Regions from separate parts of the Mus musculus genome. Here region 2 is linked to region 1. The links are chromatin contacts, called in public promoter capture Hi-C maps. All regions are on one chromosome and are shown on one strand. Each heading gives the region's core, a stretch centred on a gene start, on an enhancer-like site or on the middle of the called end of the contact. The rest is flanking DNA. Distances are from core to core; before and after follow the strand shown.

The links. Promoter capture Hi-C pulls out the DNA fragments that hold promoters and counts their contacts.
Region 2: a promoter capture Hi-C map of liver shows a contact between it and region 1. The contact joins the promoter of Carhsp1 here to the enhancer-like site in region 1. A contact is called at or near these places in 7 of 39 promoter capture datasets (the HPC-7 cell line, cranial neural crest, embryonic stem cells and 3 more), 1 of 15 datasets of contacts at CTCF or cohesin (large pre-B cells), 8 of 484 Hi-C or Micro-C datasets (the G1E-ER4 cell line, Sertoli cells, embryonic stem cells and 1 more), 19 of 115 datasets of contacts at active chromatin or transcription factors (the NIH/3T3 cell line, craniofacial prominence, embryonic basal ganglia and 10 more) and 4 of 9 other capture datasets (adipose tissue, embryonic stem cells, liver and 1 more).

What each region holds. Positions count from the first base shown.
Region 1 is chr16:8,532,254-8,534,953 of GRCm38.p6, reverse strand. All of the region lies in intron 1 of Abat (4-aminobutyrate aminotransferase), which reads right to left. Among named protein-coding and RNA genes, the nearest start is that of Abat, 20 kb to the right of the region's middle. Within about 2 kb of position 1,368, at least 11 of the 459 cell types and tissues checked have an H3K27ac peak or open chromatin away from gene starts, as enhancers often do. A contact at or near this core is called in embryonic stem cells and liver, where this site is marked.
Region 2 is chr16:8,670,712-8,673,411 of GRCm38.p6, reverse strand. Carhsp1 (calcium regulated heat stable protein 1) reads left to right here and starts at 1,259. Exons shown (of 4, transcript NM_025821.2): 1 at 1,259-1,299.

The DNA.
Region 1 (2,700 bases), core at 119-2,618:
GAAAGGAGGGGGGCGATGAATGAATGAGAACAGATGGCTGGAGAGATGGCTCAGTGTGTAAAGGCCTGCCACTAAGACCAAGGACCTGAGTTTGATCCCCGAACCCCACATGGTGGAAGGGGCAAACTGATTCCCATAAGTTGTCCTCTGACCTTCACATGAACAGAGGCACTACCCCACCACATACATACAGCACATACATACAGAATAACAGTGGAAATCCGAACTACAAGGAGAGGAAACATAGGCAGGGTGGGGGTGGCGCATGCGCACCTTTTATCCCAGCACTTGGGAGGCAGAGGCAGGTGAGTTCAAGGTCAGCCTGGTCTACAGAGCTAGTTCTAGGACAGTCAGGGCTATGCAGAGAAACCTTGTTTAAGAAAACAAAACAAAACAAAATGGGGGCGGGGCGGGGAACAGACGATGACTTCTTGAAATCATCCTAAGTTTTTTCATAGAGTAGATAACTTAAAAATTTTTTATTTTGATGATTATTGTATGTATATGAGAGTTTTGCCTGCATGTATGTTATGAACCTCATGTGTGTCAGGTCTCTGTGGAAGCCAGCAGAGGGTGTCAGTCATTCCTAACCCAAGCCAGATCTGGAGTTACACACAGACAGTTGTGAGCCACCATGTGAGTGCAAAGAATCGAACTCGAAGCCGGGCAGTGGTGGTGCACGCCGTTAATCCCAGCACTTGGGAGGCAGAGGCAGGCAGATTTCTGAGTTCGAGGCCAGCCTGGTCTACAAAGTGAGTTCCAGGACAGCCAGGGCTACACAGAGAAACCCTGTCTCAAAAAACCAAAAAAACAAAAACAAAAACAACCCAAAACCAAACCAAACCAAAACAAAAGAATGGAACACAGAACTCAGTCCTCTGGAATGGCAGCCAGTGTTCTTAACTACTAATCCATCTCTCCAGCCCTGCACCGTAACATTTAACAGCAATACATTTAAGTGGACAGCTGTATCACTATTGAATTTAGAAAGTCCACGTATTTCATATGGATAAACAGCTCCTGTAAAACTATTCAACAAGGCTGTTGCTCAACTCTATTGAACGCGGGCGCCTGGGATTAGACTCCACCTTCAGAACAGCTCCAGAATGGTCTTCCTCCCTCGCTTCTATTCCCACCCTCCCCCTCCCCCTCCCCCTCCAGGTCTAAGCTTAGGCTTCCCGCCATGCCACTCCTGCCCCATTTGGACCTTTCTCAGTTTCCTGTGGTCTGTATGCCAAGGTGATCCTGTGTAAAAGTTGACCTGCCTCTGGCCTTAGTCCTGCAAATGGTCCCTGTCCCAGTAGGCTCAGGAGGCTCTCCATGACCCCTGCCACCTGCTTCTCTCCTTCCGGCTCCTCCCAGTCAGCATGCTTCTTGCTGTCCCTACACTATGCAAAGTGAGCCCAACTCCCAAAGTTTTGCTGTTCCCTCTCCACTGTTCAAAAATCTCATCTATGGCCGCCCCCTCCACGGCGCCCTTCTGTCTTCGGCTGTGGTCAGTTCCGCTTTGCTCTGTACTCCCTCAGTTCTTCCTCAGGTAGTAGTTAATGGGGAAGTGTCCGGCCATCAGAGAGTGGGGTCCTGCTAACAACCTGGCTTTGTAGGAGAATCTATCCTTGCGGCTTTAAGTAACCCAGTTAATGTCGCAGCAATCCTAGGAAACCAGTTAGTCAGCTCTTGGTACCTGAAGGGATCTGTTCCAGGGCCCTTGTGAGAGTAAAAGGCTGTGCATTTGAAACCTCAAGTACAAAGCAGGGTAGCATTTTCACAAGACCTGTGAGTGCCCTCCTGTGGACTTCAAATCACCTTCCGCTGACCAATACTAGCTACTGCCACAGGGAGTATGTCTTAAGGCTCCACCCTTCCAGCTCCTCCTCGCTGCTTCCTGTCCGCTAGGAGGCGAACAGCTTTGGACCCCACAGGCTCCGCTCTTGTGATGTTTTTCCTTCTAGGTGGGGCCACGTGACAAGACTGAGCCTTCAGAAACCCCTCCCACACCCAACCCCCGCACCAAAAAAGCCCTTATCTCCTTGTTTGTTTTTTGTTACAGGTATTTTGTTGCGGCAATTTGAGAGGAAATGGCGTGTCTGCCAAAGGGCTGGTTGCAAAGAGAGGAAAGGACATCTCTCTAACCATAGGCTGATGTCCTCTCTCCAGTAGGCCCTTCTGGACACTGGCTGGCCTCCACCGGATGCTGGTGGCTTCTTCCTCATGCTAAACATCACTCCTCGAGTGAGACCTTGCTTAAGGTGGGACTTGATCAAAGCAGCCCCGCCACTTTGGGGCACCATATTCCATTTGTGCTTATCTGTGATTGGTGCACCAATCTTCTCAGGCACGTGGGCTCCACATCTCCCTTGTTCGCCTCTGTTACTGCAGCCTAGCGGCTCCTGCAATGGGGTCACGTGGCAACTTAACAACAGGAAAAATTAAAATCAACGAATGATAACTTCCACTTGAGGCGCTTCCTCCACAAGGTTCATAGACCACTTTTGGTCAGCTGAGACAGGTTTACACAAGATCAGGCTTCCTAAGAATGTCCCTTAAGGGCTGGAGAGATGGCTCAGTGGTTAAGAGCACTGGCTGCTCTTCCAGAGGTCCTGAGTTCAATTCCCAGCAACCACATGGTGGCTCACAACCATCTGTAATGGGATCCGATGCCCTCTTCTGGTGTGTCTGAAGATAGCTACAGGGTACTCA
Region 2 (2,700 bases), core at 10-2,509, 140 kb before region 1:
TTCTTGATTTTGATGGTTCAGCATGCCCTGGGGGTAGGTCTAGAGGGTCTCAGTAGGGATGAGCTATCTCTTGGAAGACTGGGGGCTGCTGCCTACCACACCTACAGGGAACCTCTTTCCCACACCTAGGAAATATGAATTTGACCCTGGGGGGGGGGTCACGCTGAGGGCTTGCTCTCTTTGTTGGCCATGGAGATAGATCACAGCATGTCTCTGTGCCTCAGTTTCCTTTTCTGAAAATTGGAAGAAACACCATTTACTTCCACAGATAAAGTATCTTAAGGGTTTCTATTGCTGCCATGAAAACACCATTGATCAAAAAGCAAACTGGGGAGAAAGAGGTTTATTTGGCTTACACTTCCATGTTTCTGTTAATTATTGAAGGAAGTTAAGACAGGAACTGGGCAGGAGCTGATACAGAGGCCATGGAGGACAGCTGCTTACTGGCTTGCTCCTCATGACTTACACAGCCTGCTTTCTTATAGAACCCAGGACCACTAGCCCAGGGATGGCTCCACCAACAACCAGCTGGGCTCTTTCTTCATTGATCACTAATTGAGAAAATGTCCTATAGTTGGATCTCATGGAGGCATTTCCTCAACTGAGGCTCCTTTTTCTCGGATGACTCTAACTTGTGTCAAGTTGACACACAAAACCAGCCAGTACATAAAGCTTCAGGGATTCAGTAGAAATAAAAATTGAAAAAACATGGGGTTGGTGCCCACACCCATCTCAAATCCATTAGGGAGTCTGAGGCTATCCTGTCTCAAAATCAGCCCACGAAGAATAAATCAATTAGACAATAGAAAACGAACAAAACAACTCCTCCCTCCTCTCATTTTTATATTTCCCTTTCTGTCTCTCGCCTTCCTTCTATCTCTTAATTCTTGAAAAAAAAAAAAAAAAAGGCGCCCGCTTATCTCGAGTCAAGGGCAGGTTGGGGCCGGACTTGTGCTGGGGAGTGGCAGGCACAGCACGCCGAGACCCGATTGTGCCACTTTCCCGGGCACCGGGCCGGCACTGGGCGCCCGCAGACCCGCGAGTGGCGGGGAGAACACCTCCAGCCGCTGCCGAGTCCCCGGCTCCCGCCCGCGGGGCATCAACACAAAGGTCCTGCGGCAGCAGCTGTGCCGCGCTCCTCCTCCCCGACCAGTCCAAGGTCCGGGCCGCGCGTCCATTGGCCCGGAGCTCCAAGGGGCGTGGTCTCACACTCCGCCCTGCCCCGCGGCCACGCCCCAAGTCCCCGATCTTTTCTTGCAGTCGAAGAGCAGCAGCTGGAGGAGTAGGACGTGTCGCCAGGTAAGTGGCTGGTCCTGGGACCCTAGGGATGGGCGTGATGGTGCGCGGGATCTCTGGAGCCGCGGGGACGGGGCCGAGGCCTGCTCTGCACTTTGCTTCCCCTCTGTGGGGCCTTCTCGTTCTCCAGCTCCGTGATGGGTGCCCCCCCACCCCCACCTCCGGGACGTGCTCCAGTCGCCCGGGCTAGTTTGGGGAGCGCGGGTTACTCACCGTCCCCAAGGGGAGACGGGTGGGTGTGGCCACAACACCGATACTTGTCTGACTTCGGTTAGTACTTCTCTCTGGGCCACCTGTTTTTTGAGCGTAGGAGGCGCGCCCTCTGCGTTTTCTGGCGGGCTGGAGGTGCTGGAGACTCGCGGCTAGAGGAAGGCGGAGCTGTCCTCGACGGCCGGGCCTCGCCAGCTGCATGCTGGGCGGCGGGACAGTAGCCAGGCCCGGAGAGGGGGAACCGCCCTGACCCCTCGCGGTTGGCTGCCTGTAGGGAGGAGGAGCGGCAGGGCGCGCTCGCTTGGTGTTTGCGCCAGGATGGGGGCCTTAGGGCACAGAGGAAAACTTCACCGGGACTGGCGGTCCTGTTTACAGGCCGGAAATGCAAGGTTGGGTTTTGCTTTTTGTTTAAAAAAACCAGGCTCTGAGCTCACAGTTTTCTGAGGTTGCAGTTTAGGTCTGTGCAGGGTCAGCTGTAGATTCCCACTTCTCCTTCAGGGCCTGGATTCTGAGAGATGGAGGTGCCCCTTTGCAAAATAGGAGACCCCCCCACCCTTCCCCGCCGATTGGAATAGAGGGAGCTGGCTAGCCTAAGTGTCTGGAGAAATAGGGGCTTTTTAAAAACCTTCCCCTCTTGACCATACTGTTACTTCTTGGTGCTTTTAGTATGTTCTCTCTCCAAGCTGAAGCCAGAGGGAGAGAATGAAAAATAATTGGTCATTAAACCAGTAGTGGTGGGTTATGCCTGCAGTCCCAGCACTGGGGAGGTAAAAAGGATTCAGGATTCAGGTTCAATCGTGGCTCCATAATTAGTTCAAGGCCAGCTGCGGTAAATAACTTCCTTCTCCTTCACAGCACTGGGGAGACTAAGACAGAGGAACTGTCCACAGCAAGATCCTTCAAACCACTTAAAAACTCGAATTACAATCTGTGTCCCATGTTCCTGTTCTTTGTCCTATTAGGCTCGAACTTTCCCACAGGGCCTTCTCTAGCGGCTTTGTGACTCTGACTGTTCATTGTGTCCCTAAGTGATCCTTAAGCCTCAGCTCAGCCATTCCCTGGTCTGGGACAGGGGTCTCCTCAGAGTTTGGCCTCCCTCCCCCCTATCATCGCCTCTTGGGTGACGACAGCCTGGTTGCCACTCTGTGCCCTTGCATCACCTCACCCTCCAGGGTGACCATGAGCTGAATTGGG